2 separate regions of the Pan troglodytes genome follow, and region 2 is linked to region 1. A link is a contact called in public capture Hi-C data. All regions are on one chromosome and are shown on one strand. Each heading gives the region's core, a stretch centred on a gene start, on an enhancer-like site or on the middle of the called end of the contact. The rest is flanking DNA. Distances are from core to core; before and after follow the strand shown.

Region 1 (3,854 bases), core at 436-2,935:
GTCCTGACTGGATGCTTCCCTGTGGCCTCATGGTGTTATCTCCAGGCTCCAGACAGGGAAACCAGTAGAGTTCAGCCCATCACCTAAGCGAGAGCAGACTCTGAATGCCCTGTGCTCTCCGTCCACTCCCACACCAGATTTATCCAACAAGATTTCTTCTCTGCCCCAGCATAAATAAGCACCCCTGTTTACTCTGAAGGATGGTGAGTGAGGGGCCCCCCCAACCCCTGGCTCTTGCCAAGAAGACAGATCTTGGCAGCTGCCCAGGGGCCTTGGTTTGTTTATGTCTGGCAGTCTGCTGGTTCAGAGGTGGGTGGGGCGGGCTCTGCTGAGAGAGGTTTCCAAACATGACCGCTCAGCCAGCCGGCCGTGGGGGCCCCTGGTATAACTGAACTTGTAGGCCAGGTTGCATGGGAGGCTGAAGGGGCCCAGACGGGCCACTCTGCCTGTTCACACGAATGCATCCACCTTCTGAGCACACCACCACGCAGGTACATGCGCCAGCCTCTGCCGGCCTGCCCTTCCTCACGCCCAGGAGTGGTGGAGGGCAACTGCCTCCTCTGTTCCCCTCCTCCATCCCATCTCATCTCTTCTGCCCTTCTTTCTTCCTCTCTGCATGGAAAGGTCCCTTGGGCAGAGGGAGAGCCAGAGGCAGCCAGACCAGCAGCCTCAGAGGAGCCTTTCAAGGCCGTGCCTGTGCTGCCAGTGGCTCGCCAGGCCAGGGCAGGGCAGCTGTGTGATTTGCCATGAATTGCTGCTCCCTGTCTCAGTGACTCACAGCCCCTATTACCCAGAGGCCTTGGGGTCCCAGCACAGCTGTATATCCTCTTGTGCCTGGAGATCCGGGAAGTTTCTTCCTTTAGTCTGATTTGAATTCCTCATGTTCAGGTGAAGCCCTTGCCTTGTAGGGGTCCTGTCTGATTAGGAGAGGGGCCCAAAGTGAGGACTCTGTTTCTGACCTAAAGCTCTGACACCAGAGATCATAAGCTGCAGTGTCCTCTTGACTTTTCAGACAGAATCAGCCAGCAGGTAACTGGCCTCCAGAATTAGCCTTTATGCATCTTTTCCCCACTAACACCCACTGACTTTCTTTCTAGATTGAAAATATCGGCCGGGCACGGTGGCTCGTGCCTGTAATCCCAGCACTTTGGGAGGCCGAGGTGGGCGTATCACCTGAGGTCAGGCGTCCGAGACCACCCTGGCCAACATGAGGAAACCCCGTCTCTACTAAAAATACAAAAACTAGCCGGGCGTGGTGGTGGGCGTCTGTAATCCCAGCTACTTGGGAGGCTGAGACAGGAGAATCGCTTGAACCTGGGAGGTGAAGATTGCAGTGAGCTGAGATCGCGCCATTACACTCCAGACTGGGCAACAAGAGGGAAACTCCGTCTCAGAAAAAGAAAAAAAAGAAAATATCCAGTATTCTCCAGATTAACTCTGGCATCTGGGAGTACAGAAATCACCAGGATAGAGGGGGCAAAATTAGATAACTTCCAAGTTACCTAGCCAAGATGTGAGGTCATGCCTTGTTGACGCCTTTGTCCGTAAGCTCAGGCAAAACTTGGTGGGAAACAAGCTGTCTGTCTGCAGACACAGGTGGGAGAGGCCAGCCAGGTATCTGCCTGGGCTCTCCAAGCCTGCCCAAGGGGAAGGTGCGCTCAGGGTTCAGGTGTCAGACCCCTATGCCAGAGCTGGTAGCAGTCAGCAAGAGGAGCTGTCTGTCATCGGGTTCCAGACGGCAAGGAGCCGGCACTGATGATGTGGGCTGGGTCATGGGAGTTGGCTCAGGTCTCCCTGGCTACCCAGCACATTCTTCCCTGGATCTGCCACATCCCTGAGATGAGAAACGTGACCCCAGTCCCCTCTGGGGTGCCAGATGAGGCAATGGAAATACAGTATCATTAACCTGATCCCTGCTTCTGCCTCTTCTTTTCATAGGCGTATTTTGGGCTTTCTCTGTATACCCCACAGAGCAGAGGGCTCTGAAATAGAAGTAAAACTGAATGACTGAATGTACACACCCCATTGCATTCCTTCTAGGCTCCTAGGGAATCAGAAGCTCCCCTGAGCTGCAGCAGGGAGTTGGGGGAAGTGAGTGTCATTTCTGGGGACAGCCTTTTCCTACCTCCCTTCTCTGTCCAGGGACAGGCTCTTGGACCCCTAGCCCATTTCCCAAATCTTCCAGAGGCCAACCTAGAGGCCTCCTGCCCGCTTCTGCTTTTGTCCTCTTTGATCCCCCTCCAGGTCTGATTCTGGGAGTTCTCACTCTTCCTTTCCATTTCCTCTTCCTTACAGTTCTCCAGATACCCCACCACTGGGACCCTAGAGCTGAGCTAGTGTCCATAGCTAGTGAATAATTCAGCAGGCTCAGCAAGAGCTAAATCAGACCCGAGGTGATACTGTGACCAGGAGGCCTCCTTTGGGCAGCTGGAAAGGCGAATCCTGCCCTGGAAAGACAAGTGCTCTGTAACATTAACTTCATTGTATAAGGTTTCTTCATTGCCTGAGAAGGTAGCTTCAGATCCAAATATAATCTGGGCCCTGTGCCTGTCCACTGACTTCTCAGGGGCTCAATGGCTTATGGGCATGCCCCCCAAGAGGTGCCACTCATGTCCTTTTGAAAGCCTTCCTGGCATCAACAGTCAGCTGAACAGCATGCTACAGTTTGCAGAATGCGTTCACACACATTTCTCGTTTAGTCACATCAGCTCATGGTATGCTCTGAGCCCTTGAGTCAGCAGGAGCACACCAGAATTTGGTGTTTCAATCCTCTGCTTTTAGAAAGGAATTATTCCAAATTATTCCTGGCAAATAGGGTGGGGTAGAGGGTGCTCTGCTTCCTAAAAGTTGCCCAAAAAGGAGATGTGGCTTCCTCTCCGGGTCACTTTCTCTTGGGCCTATTCCCAGTAAAACCTCCTCCAGGGAGAGTGACTATAAAGGCATGAAATCATCCGTCTTTCCTACCTGCCTGCTACAGATTTTGATTTGCCACAAAAGTGACCTATGTAAGTGGTTCTGTTCACTGCCCAACATCTGGGCTCATGTCTGTGCCCAAGAAGGACTACCTAAACAGGAGTGTCTATGGCATTAGACGGGCAGAGGACCAGCAGGAGAGATGGCATGCTCCGTCCCTGGAAGCAGCTGAAAGGTGCCCTGGTGTGTGCATGTGGGTGCTGCCCTGCAGCTTCCTCCACTCTGGCCTGATCTGTCTGCTTTCCCAGCTCACACAGCTGTGCCTATCCACGTATTCCTAGGAAGCATGCCCACCTGGGTTGCTGCCGTTCACGCTGAAGAATATTATCCTTCCTCTCGCATTTCCCTGGGGGTTAGCAGAGCTCTTTGGTCACATGTGTTTCTAAGAAGATGCACCTTCTGGCTGGATCTGAAAGTGAATACTTGGGGAGGGAACCTCTGAAAGATGACCATTTTCCAAACCTCCATTTCCAAGCAGGCTTGGTGAGCATAAAAGAAACCGCCAGCCTTTCAAAGAGGAATCCTCACTGGGAGATTTTCACAGCACATTTGGGGCCTGAAATTTTTTTAAGGCCTCACCTTGTATTCTAAGCTACTAAATTTAGCTGCTTTTCAGCGTGGTTCTTTGCTCCTAAAGCCTATGACTTCTCCAGTTTCCCACCCTTCAAAATGTGTGGTTTGTGATTTTTTTTTTTAAGAGAAAGAAAAGTAGGCCAGGTGCAGTGGCTCATGCCTGTAATCTCAGTGATTTGGGAGGCCAAGGCAGGAGGATCACTGGAGGCCAGAAGTTCGAGGCCAGCCTGGGCAACATAGTGAGACCTTGTCTCTCTTAAAAAAAAAAAAATAATAATAATAAAACTAGCTGAGTGTGGTGACATGCA
Region 2 (3,854 bases), core at 581-3,080, 270 kb before region 1:
GGAACCAGAAACCCCATTCTCACCACTTTTCCTAAGAACTCAAGGTAGAAAGCCTGTGGGTGCAGATGGCATTGTGGAGGGATGGAGAGGCCAACGCAACAGTTCCCAATAGGATTAGGGGAGGCAGATGGGACTCAATCCCTGCTCTCCTTCCATAGTTCTGCCTGCAGGGAGCTTCTAGTCTCACTGATGAGACAAAGGGACCTCCAGTCTAATGAAGGAGACAGCCATGCCTTTAGGGATCTTTTGTAGTCTCCAACACGTACAGAGTCTAGGAGAGAGAGTTCCTCAAGCTCTGGAGCTTCCACCTGATGGGGTAGATAGTATACTCACAGGAGTCCACAGACAGTCAGGACACCCCTTGACAAGATGTCATTTATGATAAGGCAGCTGCATGTAGAGCTGCCCGGTGACTGTGGGGTGACCCGAATCAGGAGCCTGGGTTGGAAAGACCCCACCTCAAGAGCTCAGCATCACCATGCAGGGACAGGAGTGCCATTACATTTGAAACACTTTAGGCCTTCAAAAGTAGGTAACATACCTCGTTAGGAAACTCAAAGAGCCAAATGTTGTGTTGTTAGCAATTTTAATAGCCAACTCTGTGCTTGTATGCTGTTCTGAATTGATCTCTGGACCAGACCCTTTCACCCTTTGAGGTCCATTGAATAGGCATTTTACAAAGGAGGCATTAAGAATCAAAAGGCCTAGTGGCGTTGTCCTAGTTCTGTTTGAAAGGAAGAAAGAAAGTGAAGAGTTTTGTCCTTGTTGAAAGGGCTTAAGAATATAAACAGAATCTTTCTGAATCAGCCACATAACTCTGCAGTGAGCTAGAGACAACAGGATCAGTGAAGAAGGATTAACCCTGGGTGTAATCAAAGAGCCCGGAGGGAGTTCTTGCCGAGTGTTCTGCCTTTGAACCAAGCCTTTAAGATCACCAGGCAGGTGCCATCATTTCCCTTTCCAGCAAAGTCAGGAAAGTGTTCTTCCTCCAGCTTGCAGATTATATAACCCATCAATAAATGTTGCTAAAGTTTAATTCCACTTACCTCTCTCTCCCCAGTTAACGGGACCAAAGTAGGAAAGCAGATAGTGGAAAACTTCTCTCCCAATCAGACCAAGTTCACGGTGCAAAGAACGGACCCCGTGTCACGCTACCGCTTTACCCTCAGCGCCAGGACGCAGGTGGGCTCTGGGGAAGCCGTCACAGAGGAGTCACCAGCACCCCCGAATGAAGGTAGGTGCATGGCAGCAGCCCCTGGGGTAAAAGGTCCCAGCTAATTCCGAGGCCTAGAGAAACACTGAGATCTGTAGCTGGCTGCCTGGGATGGAGAGGAAATGAGACTTGCAAGTCCTCAAGCCCTCGGAAGGTGAGAACCCATCTTATGTGTGAGAGGTAGGTGCTGGCATTGTATCTGGAGCTCAGCTCTCCTTGGACCACTGTGGTCACACCTGGGTCCCCACTTGCCCTGACTTGCTCAGTCACTTGACATCTATCATCTTTCCTTCTTGTAGAGGAATAAGGAAGAGAGCATGAGTTGAGAAATGAGAGAAATCATAATGAACTCCAAAGAACAGTGGGTGTTCACCTCTTGAGGGAGGCAGGAATATGATTGTGAGTGCTCCCATGAGGGCTCTGGGGACAACCTTCTTTCTTCGAAGGCACATGGGTTCAAGGAAGTAGGGGAAACTGTCATGATGACGCTGCTTACTGGCATCATGAGTAGAGCAGAGCATGTGGTCCTTCCTTGCAGCCTGAATTGGATGCATTGTCAGGCTGCAGAGAGGAGGAGGAGTTAGGAAACAGCCATTTGCCAAGCCAGCTTCACAAAGAGCAAATGAGTTCATCTCCTGGGTCCAGGCGTCATCTGGCAGCATTTCAGCCCCACCAGAGCTGCACCTGCCTGAGGACTCCACTAGAGGGGGCTCCAGGCTCACCCGCACACGCACTGGCATCAGGGGAATGTGCAGTCTGGGACCTCTCGAGGAGGCAAGGCTGCAAAAGCCTCAATACTGGCACACCCCCTGGGAAAGGCTGGGGACCCCCGTGTGTCTCCAGAGATACAATGGTCTATTCAACAGCCATTTCTTGAGTACCCACAATGTGAGGTGCCAGACACTGCCACACACAAGGGATATACAAAGGTAACAAGAAGCTCACACCATCTAGAGGGGGAGTCATCTATAAGAATATCTAATTGCATGTCTAAATGAGGGGGCGCAGTGGCTGGGCAGAGAAGGGGATTCAGTCTTCACGGGAAGACTCCAGAGAAGAGGTGATGTGAGTGGGCACTCTGCAAGCTGACAAGTCATCGTGTCTGGTGCTTTCCACAGAAGGGTCAGGTCCCGCGGCCTGGCCCAGGCCCAGACGGGGTCTTCTGAATACCACCCCTACCCGCATTCCAGGAGAGCATCAGTGCTGCCTTCTCTGGGGCTACCGGGCCCGCTGCGTCACCCCGGGATCCCAGGCAGCTTCACAAGCTGCCCACATCCTTCCCCAGCCCACCACTCTAGCCAGCAGACCAGCGCTGAGGCAGGAGAAGAGGGGCCAGGCAGAAGCAGAGAAAGGCTGACAGCCCGCTCTGCATCCCTCTCTGGTCTCAGAAACCAGGAGTGAGTCACACAACCAGCTCTCCCTCCTGCTGTGCTCTTCTGCACTCTCCCAAGCCCCTGGGCACTCGGGAAGTTTATTAGGGCAGGGGGACTTCGGTTAGTGGCTGATGTGTGTCTGTCACCAAAGGCCAGGCCAGGCCAGGCCATGATGCACTTTCTTGATTACTCAATTCTGCAAGTAGATAGATAAAGACAGCCCCTTCTTCCCTCCCTATGTGCACCCCAATACAGAACATCAGATAACAAAGCCCTATTGTCCAGCCCCAGTAACCACCACAGAGAATGTTCTGCAGCCCCAGGGGACAAAAGGACAAATAGAGGCTTTTTTCTTAACTTAGGGCTTTGCAGAAAATTCAAGAATTTCACTTAGGGCTCTCAGTCCAAAAAAAAAAGAAAAAGAAAGAAAGAAAAAAGAAAGGGCTCTCAGTCCAAACTTGGGTTTCTAACTTCATAAAGTCCAACTGGAGGGGAAGAATTGGAGTGACGGAATACCAGGAGAGGGGCTCCAGGCTCCATCCTTCAAAGTTCCCGCCTTCCAAGGTTGCGATGGTGTGGAGCGGGTGCAGCTGAACATGCTCCCTCTCTCCTATCCATCCCACTATTCAGCATCTTCCCCCAAAGACAGGAACCATCCTTTTGACTGGAGTTGGTGTCCTCCCACACCACCTACTCCTTATCCCCTCAATTCCTGGCATCATGGAGCGTCACCCAGCCTGCTCAAAGGTCATGCCAACCTAGCCAGAGCAGGACATGCTATTGAGGACAGAGCTGGGAACATAATGCTCTGAGTGGACTGTCCCTGCAGCCACCTTTTAGATGTCCAGTCCTTGAATCGAGGTAGAAACAGTGTGTTAGAAAGGTCTCCAAGGCCCAGGTGGAAAGGTTTCTGTAGGAACATGCCTGACTCAGGTGGAGTTGACCGTGAACCCTGAGTGCCAGTTGGCATCCTCAGGCCAGCAGCCAGCACCTGGCCACGCCGTCTGCATAAGGTTTGGGCTGGAACCTTCCCTGCTTTGCTTGTCCTGTGGTCTCACTTGTGCTCTGTTTTCTCTTCCCTTTTCCATCCTTTCTCCCTCTGTCTGGCCATCTTGGGCGCTGTGTTCTGAAGCTACTCCAACCGCAGGTACCGTACCAGCCGCGGAGGTAATGGGCATGGCATGGGGCAGCGCAGGCGGAGCCCAGCCCAGCCAGGGCGGACAAGGAGGGAGAGGCTCAGGCTGAAAGCATGCTCCAGACTCACCCTT

The links. Capture Hi-C pulls out chosen DNA fragments and counts their contacts.
Region 2: a contact with region 1 is called in a capture Hi-C map of stem cell-derived neural stem cells, with 5 times the contacts expected there. The contact joins two enhancer-like sites. A contact is called at or near these places in 3 of 7 Hi-C or Micro-C datasets (blood, induced pluripotent stem cells and stem cell-derived neural progenitor cells) and 1 of 1 other capture datasets (stem cell-derived neural stem cells).

The regions. Positions count from the first base shown.
Region 1 is chr1:43,828,957-43,832,810 of NHGRI_mPanTro3-v2.0_pri, reverse strand. The region is part of intron 2 of TMCC2 (transmembrane and coiled-coil domain family 2); the gene reads left to right. Among named protein-coding and RNA genes, the nearest start is that of TMCC2, 23 kb to the left of the region's middle. Within about 2 kb of position 1,685, at least 4 of the 24 cell types and tissues checked have an H3K27ac peak or open chromatin away from gene starts, as enhancers often do. A contact at or near this core is called in stem cell-derived neural stem cells, where this site is marked.
Region 2 is chr1:44,097,212-44,101,065 of NHGRI_mPanTro3-v2.0_pri, reverse strand. NFASC (neurofascin) reads left to right here. Exons shown (of 32, transcript XM_009441224.5): 25 at 1,061-1,234; 26 at 3,719-3,733. Among named protein-coding and RNA genes, the nearest start is that of CNTN2, 54 kb to the right of the region's middle. Within about 2 kb of position 1,830, at least 11 of the 24 cell types and tissues checked have an H3K27ac peak or open chromatin away from gene starts, as enhancers often do. A contact at or near this core is called in stem cell-derived neural stem cells, where this site is marked.